Regions from separate parts of the Macaca mulatta genome. Here region 1 is linked to region 2. Evidence: chromatin contacts called from public Hi-C data. All regions are on one chromosome and are shown on one strand. The core of a region is the stretch at or near the end of the contact, and the rest is flanking DNA. Distances in the headings are between cores, read along the strand shown. Region 1 holds the start of HINT1 (histidine triad nucleotide binding protein 1). Region 2 holds the start of CHSY3 (chondroitin sulfate synthase 3).

Region 1 (5,222 bases), core at 377-2,876, 1.3 Mb after region 2:
GTCTGCTATTTGATTAATATCTATTCTCACTCTACTCAACTATTTAAGAAATATACCTATCCTTTTGTGTAAAACTGAAGAGTACATATATGATACATACTCTTCGGCATTTAGACTATTTAACACAGTGTCTGTAAATAGACGCACGACATTAATATCTTTTTTTGTATCTCTTGCTCACTGCTGAAGTGAAAACTGTTTTAATAAAACCCATCCACACTTATTTGTCTCAGGAGTAATTCTACTGGGTACTCCCTACAAAATGCTGATTCATTTAGACTGCTTCCTGCTGTTATACAGTTGGACTTCGGTGGTTCAAATGTAAATTTTTCAACAACCATTTCTCAAAGGCAACTGCAAACTTTAAAAAGAAATATTTTTTCTAAAACCAAAGAATTACCCCTGAGTAGAGACAAAGTTTTTTTTAAAAATTCGCCTGGAAGAACCTAATTAAATCTTTGATAACGTTTTGAATCTAACTAAACGACACTAGTAGAATAAATGTTTTTCTTATATTTCATATTTCCTAAATTTAACAAAACTGTTTACAAAATTGTTCTATCTAAATCATCCAATCTGCCCAGCTTTATCTGAGATCCAATCCCAAAAATACAACTGTCCACTAAATAATTTACACAATATATCTCAAAGTCACATGGGATTTCACCTACAAGAAGTCAACAAAAACTACAGTCTCAGTCTCTTGGCTTAAAATTACTTCCTGTTGAATATAAAAGGAATCATTCAGCTGTTTGTAGGCCCGACACGTTCAGCGGGAGAGGTCAACCGAAAGCAAATCCCAGACGCGGGCCCACTTCTTCTCTCAGGAGATCGCCTCGCCAGCCCAGGGTACGGCTTGGGGTGGAGACAGGGATGGGGTAGCGGTGAGGTGGCAAACCGCACACCGCGGAGGAGGCCGGCAGGCCCAGCCGGTCCGCGCACCTCCCCGCGCCCCGAGGCCCTGGAGCACAATGCCATGCCGAGCAGCGCCCAGGAACGGCCGGCCCTGGCAGGCCGGCTGTGCGCGGGAGATCGCGGAGATTGGGCATGAGTCAGGGCGCGATCGGGTTTCTCTCTGTCAGGCAGAGCGCTGGCGAGATTTCGAGATTCCTGATACAGGCGAGGTCGGAGGCAGCCGGGGAGCCGGCGGGCTTCCACGCGGGGGCCTCAGTGCGCTCCGACACGCGCCCAGGCCCCGCGGTGCCGCACCCAGGACGCCCGGCGGCCTGGCCCGCGCCCGGGGCAGATAACGAGTAACCGGAGCGCCGGCACGCGCCGGCAGGCCGCCTCGGAGTGCCCGGGCCCTGTCCCCTGGCTGGGGGCCCACTGGGCCAGGGCGGCCAGGTCCCCTGCCATCGCCGCTGCACTCGCGACCCCTCCTGTCCCTCCGCGAGAAACCCGAGGATCCGGGGACGATACCCCACCTCAGCAGGCGAGCGAGGTGGTTCACGGTACCTACCTGGTCATCCTCAAAAATGATTTTGGCTGGTATTTCCTTGCGGATGATCTTCCCGAAGATCGTGTCGCCACCAGGCCGAGCGACCTGAGCCTTGGCAATCTCATCTGCCATCTCGGCCTCTCTCCCGCGCGGCGGCCAGGGTAGAGGCTCGAAAGGAGGGAGGAACCCGCGGAGCGTGCGGCGCGAGAGGGCGCAGCCAAGCCTGCGCCGGTGCCTGCGCCCCAGTGAATCCTGCGCGTGCGCACTGGCGACCGGGGCTGCGAGAGCGGCCAGCATGCCGGAGCTCCGCAGGAACTGCGGCAGGGACGGGCAGGGGGAAGTTCCTGGTCTTGAGCTCCAAGGAGATTGCTAAGTCGTTTTTCTAGCCTCCTTTCTTGTCTCCTGGGGAATGGAGTTACTGGTATAAACCCTTCGTCTGCCTATGGACGCTTGTAGGGAAAGTTGGATACTGTAACTGACAAGATTTGACAATTCAAGTGGTGCTGGCTGCAATTTAGCACTTAGATTATTTAAGGTCTTGCTGCTGCAGCAGATTTTAAGTCCTCTCTTCAGATTTTTTTCTCTCTCTACCAGTGGTTCTCAATCTTGACTACACATTAAGATCACTTGGGGAGCTTCTGAAAATCCCCGTGAACCTGGCTGCACCCCAGATCCATTAAATAAGAATCTTTGGAGATGAGCTCCAGGCATCAGTAGTTTGTAAACCTCCCTAGACTGCTCTTCAAGGAATTTTTCCCGGCAGCAATCAACATAATGTATTAATAAAATGACCCACCTTAAAAAAACAAAACCTTCCTTAATTACCACATCCCCCTCATATCTTTGCTCCTTTTAAAAAAGTTTTCTACATACCGTGTCTGCTTTCTTTCATTTTTGTGTCCATTTCCCTCTTGTCAAGGTCACTAAGGACATCCATTTATAAAATACTATAGACAACTCCAGTTATCATACTAGACCTCTAAGTGTACGTATTAAGAAAAAGTATACCTCCTCAGTACCTTTTTTTTTTTTTAAGATAGATTCTTGCTGTGTCGCCCAGGCTCGACTGCAGTGGCACAATCTCGTTTCATTGCAACTGCTGCCTCCCGGGTTCAAGTGATTCTCATGCCTCAGCCTCCCAAAGTCGCTGGGACTACAGGCACGCACCACCACACCCGGCTAATTTTTGTATTTTTAGTAGAGACAGGGTTTCCTCATGCTGGCCAGGCTGTTCTCAAACTTCTGACCTCAGGTGATCCACCCGCCTCAGCCTCCCAAAGTGCTGGGATTACAGGTGTGAGCACAACTGCCTTTTATGATTACACGACTACTCTGTCTTGGCAAAATTATTGAATGTGGTTCCCTTTAATCTCAAATGTGTTCATTTGGTACTTTTGCTATCAAAGACATTACTGGGACAATTGGTAAAATCTAAATAATGCCTATAAGTTAGATAATAGTTTTGAAGTGATGTTAATTTCCTTTCATAACCACAGAAAAATTGTCAAAATCAGTTGGTCTGGGGTGGGGCCCTACGAGTTAGGTTTCTAACTTTCCAGGTGATAACAGTTGCTGCTAGCCTGGGAACCATACTTTAAGAACTACTGATAGAAGGGAATGTCTTTGTAGGAAAACCCCACTGAAGTATGTAAGGCTATGGGTGTCATGTCTGCAACTTACTTTCAAATAGTTCAGAGAAAAAGTGTCTGTCTATAGGTAAGTAGAGAAATAGAAAAGGATAAAGCAGTTACAATAAAATGTTAACATTTGGAGAATCTGATTGAAAGGCATATGCAAATTCTGTGTATTATTCTTGCAACTTTTTTGTGTCTGAAATTGTCAAAATAAAAAGTTAAAATGTGTGCTGGTTTGGATAATAAAAATATGGTCAGCTTTCATTCCATCTGAAGGCCTTACCATCTGTAGAGTACTGACTCTGAAGTATTTGTCTCTTGACCTACCCCTTCCCTTAATTCCAGACTGGTCTGTGACATACATTACAGCTTATTGACCACCTCCACTTAGATGGCTACCAGGCACTGCGATTTTATTTTGACTGCCTCCACAACAAACAAACCAAAACCTCCTTTTGCAGGATTCTATATCTGCAGTTGGGTGAGCAATTCATCCAATTACTCCAGCCAAAAGCGTTGAAATCATCCTTAAATCTTCTCTCTGTACTTTCAACACACATCACTTAGAATCTAATCACTTACCTCCTCTGCTTCCACTACTCTAATCCAAGCTGCTAACATCTCTTTCCTGGAGTACTTTGAAAGGCTCCTGGTTGGATAACCTCTCTGCTTCCATCGTAGTTAATTTGCCACACAGCACCCAAAATGATCTTTATAAAATATAAATCATAGTAGCACTCTCCTGCTGGTAATATGCTAGTGTATACCATCACAGAATAAAATCCAACATCCTTACCTTGGCTTATAGGGTTCTGTGTGATCAGGCCCATTGCTGCTGCTTCTACCTCATTTCTTTCCATTTCAACCTTATTGACTGGCATCACACAAACTCAGTGTGCTAGGCAGAAGATGCCCATGTCCTAATCCCTGGAGCCTGTGAATGTTACTTTACATGGTAAGTGGGATTTTGTAGATGTGATTAAGTTAAGGATCTTGGAATAGGGAGGTTCCTGCATTATCTAGGTGAACCCAAAGTCATCACAACGGCCCTTGTAAGTGAGAGACACAGAAGAGTGAGAGTAAGAGAAGATGTGACCACAGAGGCACAGGTGAGAATCTGAGATTTGAAAATGCTCGGCCGGGTGTGGTGGCTTACGACTGTAATCCCGGCACTTGGGGAGGCTGAGGTGGGCGATCATGAGGTAAGGCGTTTGAGACCAGCCTGGCCAACATGGTGAAACCCTGTCTCTACTAAAAGTACCAAAAATGGCTGGGCGTGGTGGCAGCTGCCTGTAATCCCAGCTACTAGGGAGGCTGAGGCAGGAGAATCGTTTGAACCCGGGAGGCGGAGGTTGCAGTGACCCGAGATAGCGCCATTGCAGCCTGGTCAACAGGGCAAGACTCTGTTTCAAAAAAAAAAAAAAAAAAAAAAAAAAAAAAACAAGCTCCATTATTGGCTTTGAAAATGGAAAGAGTTGGGCCGGGCATGATGGCTCACGCCTGTAATCCCCGCACTTTGGGAGGCCAAGGCGGGCGGATCACGAGGTCAGGAGATTGAGACCATCCTGGCTAACACGGTGAAACCCCACCTTTACTAAAAATACAAAAAATTCGCCGGGCGTGGTGGCGTGCGCCTATGGTCCCAGGTACTCGGGGAAGCTGAGGCAGGAAAATGGCGTGAATCCGGGAGGCGGATCTTGCAGTGAGCCGAGATCGCGCCACTACACTCCAGCCTGGGCAACAGTAGGAGATGCCTTCTCAAAAAGAAAAAAAAAAAAACAAGAAAAAAGGAAAAAGAAAAGAAAAAGAAAATGGAAGGAGCCAAAAAACAGGTAGCATTTTGTAGGTCAGAAGTTCAAACTGAGTTTCACTGAGCTAAAATCAAGTGTTGGCAAGTGTGCATTCCTTCTGGATGCTCTAGGGAAGAAATCATTCCCTCACCTTTTCCAATTTCTAGAGGAGGCTTGCTTGGTTTGCGGCCCCTTCCTCCATCTTCCAAGCCAGCAGCAGAACATCTTCAAACTTCTCCCTAACTCTGCTTCCTTCTTTCACTTATAAGGATCCTTGTGATTACACTGAGTCCACCAGACAATCCAGGATAATCTTCCCATCTCAAAATAATTTAATGACATCTTCAACGCCTCTTGTTG
Region 2 (5,857 bases), core at 1,188-3,687:
CACTTGCCTCATATGTAACATCACTTCACTGACTTTCATTTTATTTGAATATTTTCTAGTGCCTTCCCTGATTCCCAGACTAAATTAGATGCTCTTATAAATATTCTCAGAGTACTCTGTATTTCTGTTCATATCATTTATCACCATTGTAATTCATTTCATAGTGTGATGTTTAATGTCTGTCTTCTTCAATGCACTATAAGTTTCATGATGGGAAGTACTGAATAGTTTGTTGACATCTCCATGTCCAGAGCCTTCCACCTTGTCTAATGTTTAATCTCTAATATACACTTGTTGAATAAGTGAATGAAATTAACTTTCTCCCCAAATATTCCGAACAGTTGATGAATGGGTTAGTTATGCCCAATGAGAATTAATGATTTTGTAGATCAACTACATGAATGACATCCATTACCATAAACTCCAGTTGAATACTGCAGGGGAGAGGGTACTGGTGTGTGGGTGGACTTATTTGTCCTTCACTGTTGACCATATGCAATAGGAAATCCTCTGGAAATGTGCTGTCCTACATGGTAACCCCTAGCCACATGGGGCTATTTAAATAAAAAGTAATTAAAATTAAATAAAATGAAAACTCATTTTGTCAATCACACTAGTCACCTTTCAATGCTCCATAATTTTATGTGGCTACTGTCTTATCAGAACAAATAAAAAAAATTTCCATGATAGTGAAAGTTCTATTGAATAGTACTATTCTAGAAATTTTAAAACGGCTTTGGGAAGATATATTTTCAAATCAGAAGGGGTCTGTTTGACTAGCTTTGTATTCTAACTAAACTTCAACTTTGAGAGAGTCTAATAATCTGTATTCCCAAGTGTCTCTGGGCAAAACCTAGATGTGGAAAAGGAGCTTCATTGTCCAGCAGATGAAACATTCAGTCAGACGTGCTCATGCACAGCCAGTGACCGGTGTGGAAAGAACCATTCCTCCAAGGACTCCAGGCAGGCCTAGTGTTCCAGGGACGCTGCCAGCACCTCGCTGGATCGAGCCATTATGTCTAATGCCATTCAATACCATCCCCTTGCGTTTGATGTCTAAAACAGAAGACTGAAATTTGAAGAGAAGGGCGGGCTTGGAATGCCAAAAGCACCCCAGACTATAGCTTTATGCACAACCTTTAGAGAGAAATTTGTTAATGCTCCCTTCTTCAAAATGTCATATACCTTCAGGTAATTTCTTCCTAACGTAACTAAGTCACAATGATTTTGGCCAATACAGCTTAACTTTTTTTGAGATTCTGTTGCTGGAGAACTTTCCTCCCTCATTGGAGAGGTAAAATTTTCCTGTCTTTGCCTTAGAAAATAAAACGGTTCATAGGCAAGAATAAAAATCGTATCTTCCATTTTATTTTTTGATTAAGTTCACTTATTTTGTGGGGGTAAGACTTTCTTCCCTTTGGATCTTCAGGGTATTGGCCCTGTGAATGTATGCCCCTTTCTCCACTATTTGACAGTCTCACTGAGCCAATCTTCTACCAAGACTGAAAATAGACCATGGTTCTCATTTCTAGAACAGCTATCATCAGGAGAGCCGAGGGGGAGACCATTAGGCAGCCTCAGGTTTTCCAAGTCAACAGGTGGACATGGGATTTTTACGTTCTTTGGGGATTGAACCCCCAGTCACCATCATCTCCCTCAGCCTTTCAGGGTAAGTATTTCCAATCCCTCAGAGATTTTCTTAGGAGAGACTCCAAACGACAATGGTACTTCTGTGATGGACTGAGGAGAGCTGGTGGAGGATGCAGGTAGGAGGGAAGTTAGGCTGGGAGGAGAGGTGCTGGGATGGGACGTTGGGTTTCCTGACAAATGACCGAGTAGAGAGAGAAGGCGCGGAGGGGCAGCGGTAAGAACAACGTGGAAAGGACGGAAAAACGCGAAGAGTGGCGCCCTGGCAGACCCGGGGCGGGGCAGAGTGGGAAGGGTCACGCCAGGACGTACCCGGCTGTGGGCCGGGGGAGGAGAGCCCGGAGGGACAGCAACGAACTTAGTGGGGGCTCCCGGACCCGAGCTCCGCCGATGAGGTCAGCGGAGCCTAGGCGCCGGGAGGAGGCCAGTAGAGCCCCCAGACACGAGTGTCGGGAGGCCAGCGGAGGGGCGGGATGGGACGGGAAATGGGACGAAGAGCAAGAGCTGGGGGAGGAGGGAAGAGGGGGCGTCGGCGCTGCAAGCCGGAGGCGGCCCGACAGGGATCGTTTCCTTCCGGAGAGGAGGCCGGCTCTGGACTGAGGCGCGGACGGGGGCCGTCCAAGGGCGGGTGACGGGGAAATACCGCGGCCCGCGCTTCCCTCCGGCTGGCAGCGGTGCCGCCTGCGGCTCCCCCTCCGGGCCAGCTCGGAGCCCGGCGGCGGGGGGAGCGGGAGGCGGGAGCGAGGGCGGGGGCTCGGGAAGAAGAGAGGAGGGAGGGCCCAGGCGCGCCAGTGACAGGGTGGCAGCCTAGGAGCGGACGCGTTGCCGCCGCCGCTGCTCCTCCTCCTCCTGCAGCTCCTCTCGCTGCCGCCGCCGCCGCCACCGTCGCCGCCGGGAGAAGTTTCACTCCCGACCCTCGCTCGGAGCCCCGGCCCAGAGCCGAGCGAGAGCCTGGCAGGCAGCTGCAGCCCGCGGCAATCGAGGCGTCCGCGGCGCTCCGACCTCCAGCCGGTGTCGGCGCCTAGGCGGCGGGCTGCGGCCGGGGCTGGGGGCGCAAAGGCGGAGGAGGGGCGGGTGTGAGCCGGGGAACCCGCGTGCCCCGCCGCAGCAGCCCAGCGAGCGTCCGCGCCCGGGGCAGCCGCGATGGCTGTGCGCTCCCGCCGCCCGTGGATGAGCGTGGCATTAGGGCTGGTACTGGGCTTCACCGCCGCGTCCTGGCTCATCGCCCCCAGGGTGGCGGAGCTGAGCGAGAGGAAGAGACGCGGCTCCAGCCTCTGCTCCTACTACGGTCGCTCCGCGGCTGGCCCCGGCGCCGGCGCTCAGCAGCCGCTCCTCCAGCTCCAGTCCCGGCCACGGCAGGAGCAGTCACCGCCCCCCGCGCGCCAGGAGCTCCAGGGGCCACCGCTGCCCGAGGCAGCCCCCGGAATCACCAGTTTTCGAAGTAGCCCCTGGCAGCAGCCACCTCTGCTGCAGCAGCGGCGGCGAGGACGCGAGCCTGAGGGTGCGACAGGGCTTCCCGGTGCTCCAGCGGCCGAGGGGCAACCCGAGGAGGAGGACAGGGGCGCGGCTGGGCAGCGGAGAGGCGGCCGGCCAGGGAGTAGCCACAACGGCAGCGGGGACGGGGGTGCTGCCGCCCCGAGCGCCCGACCCCGGGACTTCCTATACGTGGGGGTGATGACCGCGCAGAAGTACCTGGGCAGCCGCGCGCTGGCCGCGCAGCGGACCTGGGCGCGTTTCATCCCCGGCCGCGTGGAGTTCTTTTCCAGCCAGCAGCCCCCCAACGCCGGCCAGCCCCCGCCACCCCTGCCTGTCATCGCGCTGCCGGGTGTGGACGACTCCTATCCTCCCCAGAAAAAGTCCTTCATGATGATCAAGTACATGCACGACCACTACCTGGACAAGTATGAGTGGTTCATGCGCGCCGACGACGATGTCTACATCAAAGGTGACCTCCCTGCGCCGGCTTTCCAGCCTGTCCGCCTCCCCAACTCCTTTCTCTGTAACCGGCCCTAGCCCCTGCCCAGCCCCTCCGCTGCTTCTCTGCCAGCACGTGCTCCCGGCTCCCACAGGCCCTGGCCCGCCCTCCCCACCCCTTGCATCCGCCCATAATTCGTAGCCAGTTCCTCCTCTTCTGCAATCTGGACCCTTCTCACACCTGCCTGGCTTTATTCGCCTTCCTCACTTGCTGTTTTCGGTGCCGCCTCGCTCTTGTCCCTCAGTCTTTACCGTGTGGGAGAGGTTAGAAAAGGGACCGTAGAGCTAAACCAAAGGCCATTCCCACTCTGCCCTCCTCTGAAAGCCCCTGCTGATGGTAGTTTCCCCAATCGGTCCAGAGGGGCGTGGTCTTTGGTGCAGGAAGGGAAGACGGAGGATGCTGGCTACAACCAGTTTGGAGATCCAGTGTTCTTGCTTTGAATCTTGCTCTTTTGTTTAAACTGGATCTAGCGCACTTTTGGAACTGCTCAGATTGAGGAATCATCTTCGCTGTCCGGGACCCTTTCCTACGTGTTCCCTTCCCTTTGGCTCAACTCTCCACACACTGGGAGTCCCTGGCCATCCCCACCGCCCTAGCACGCTGCTCTTTTCAGCCACTACAGTGCAGCACCAAGCCGTCTCCCATCCCCCGCCACACCTCAATAAAACCCTGAGAGGATGGGCATATTGTAAGGAATTAGTGGTGGGGAAGAAGAGGAAAGCACCCACTGATAAGCCAGACCCCGGGAACAGCAGACTGTACTAGCACACACTAGTACTGGTTCCTTTCCAGTGCATTTTGGTGGCCGCGGTGATAAGCAGAGGCTGGAAGTTCTTCCCAGAACCACAGGCAGCCACAGCAAGAAAAAACTTTTTTGTCAGTTTAAAAGAGGCGCGGTCTTCTTCCCGGAATGTGGGCGGCTCTGGACAGAGAATTTCTAAACTCAGCGGATCAAAGTTCTTTAGGTCAGGGAAGTGAATCTTTCCAGTCCAGCCAGTTGCAGAGATGGGGAGGAACGCAAGGGAAGCAGCAGGGTTGTACTGAATGAGGTTTCTCTGAGCTTTCCACATTTCCTAGCTTCTTGGTCAAAGGGGGGCAGCCCTTCCTTATTTTATGCCTTGACTCTATCCGAATCAGGAGAAAGCCTTGCTGCTTTCTCCTGATTCAGATAGTACTTTTCACACAATGCAAGAAAAACAAACAAAAAGCCAAACAATAAACCCTAACTGTCACATTTTGGCACAAGGAATTAGTGTAATCATAATAACTAGAGATCTCTTGGGTTTGGATTGGAAGGAGGGAAGTCACTCTAGAGCTGATTGGAATAAAAAGTACTGATAATTGGATACAAAAATAAAGAATGGTCCCATGACATTTTTAACAGTGATATTTAGGATTGACTCAAAGAAAAAAGCGTCCTCTACTTTAAGTTCCTTGTCTTGGATGTGTCAAAATTTCAAAGGTTTCCTAGCAGAAGTTTGCCACACTTTGCAGAGAATTTATAAAATGCATCAACAGCACCTACTTCTTTCATTTGTTTTAATGCTTTGAAAGATTGTCCTTCAGAACATTAAAATGACATATTATTTCAATTTCTATTAAGAATGAAATGTATTTTGTATTAAGAACCCAATAATAGCTGAAACTCATTGAGATACAAGGGGCAAGGCATGGGATCAAGATAATGACTGCAGATGCTGTGCTCATCAAAAATGGCAGTAAAGATGCTGACTGGGAGTATGAAGAAGGTGACTCTCTACTTATTCCAGTGTATCACTTAGAATACCAAGTGCTTCTGAACTGTTTTACCTGCAAATTTTTATTTTTAAAAGTTTTTTTCCTGAACTTACAAACTACAAGTGAAACCAATTACACTAATTTTTGGCAAACTTTTTTTTCTAAAAAGGTGCCTTCTCAAATTAAATTTCAAGACAGGTTTGATTCAAACACCCTCCAAAACTGTGTGGGTTGTATATGACTGAAGTTTAATTAATGGCAAAACACTGAACTAAACCAATTATGAGTAAAAAATAATTATTAGGTGTCAACAGTCAGCCAAAACAATGCTAAATACCATTATTTAATATTATTTTATATTCCTGGGAACTTTTTGTTACTTCAAATATACTGAGAAACCTGTCTTTACTTTCCTTGTTATTATTTCACCTTTTACAGAAAATTGGTGTTTGTCAGAGCTGTTAAGGTTTTTCAGTGACCTTAAGAAGCTGATATAAT

What was found. A called contact is a pair of places that touch in the nucleus more often than the background predicts.
Region 1: a Hi-C map of fetal cortex germinal zone shows a contact between it and region 2, with 2.8 times the contacts expected there. The contact joins the promoter of HINT1 here to the promoter of CHSY3 in region 2. A contact is called at or near these places in 2 of 14 Hi-C or Micro-C datasets (fetal cortex germinal zone and fetal cortical plate).

The regions. Positions count from the first base shown.
Region 1 is chr6:140,090,375-140,095,596 of T2T-MMU8v2.0, forward strand. HINT1 (histidine triad nucleotide binding protein 1) reads right to left here and starts at 1,627. Exons shown (of 3, transcript NM_001258104.1): 1 at 1,460-1,627. The coding sequence starts at 1,570.
Region 2 is chr6:138,823,013-138,828,869 of T2T-MMU8v2.0, forward strand. It overlaps CHSY3 (chondroitin sulfate synthase 3), which reads left to right and starts at 2,438. Exons shown (of 3, transcript XM_001099447.5): 1 at 2,438-3,592. The coding sequence starts at 2,791.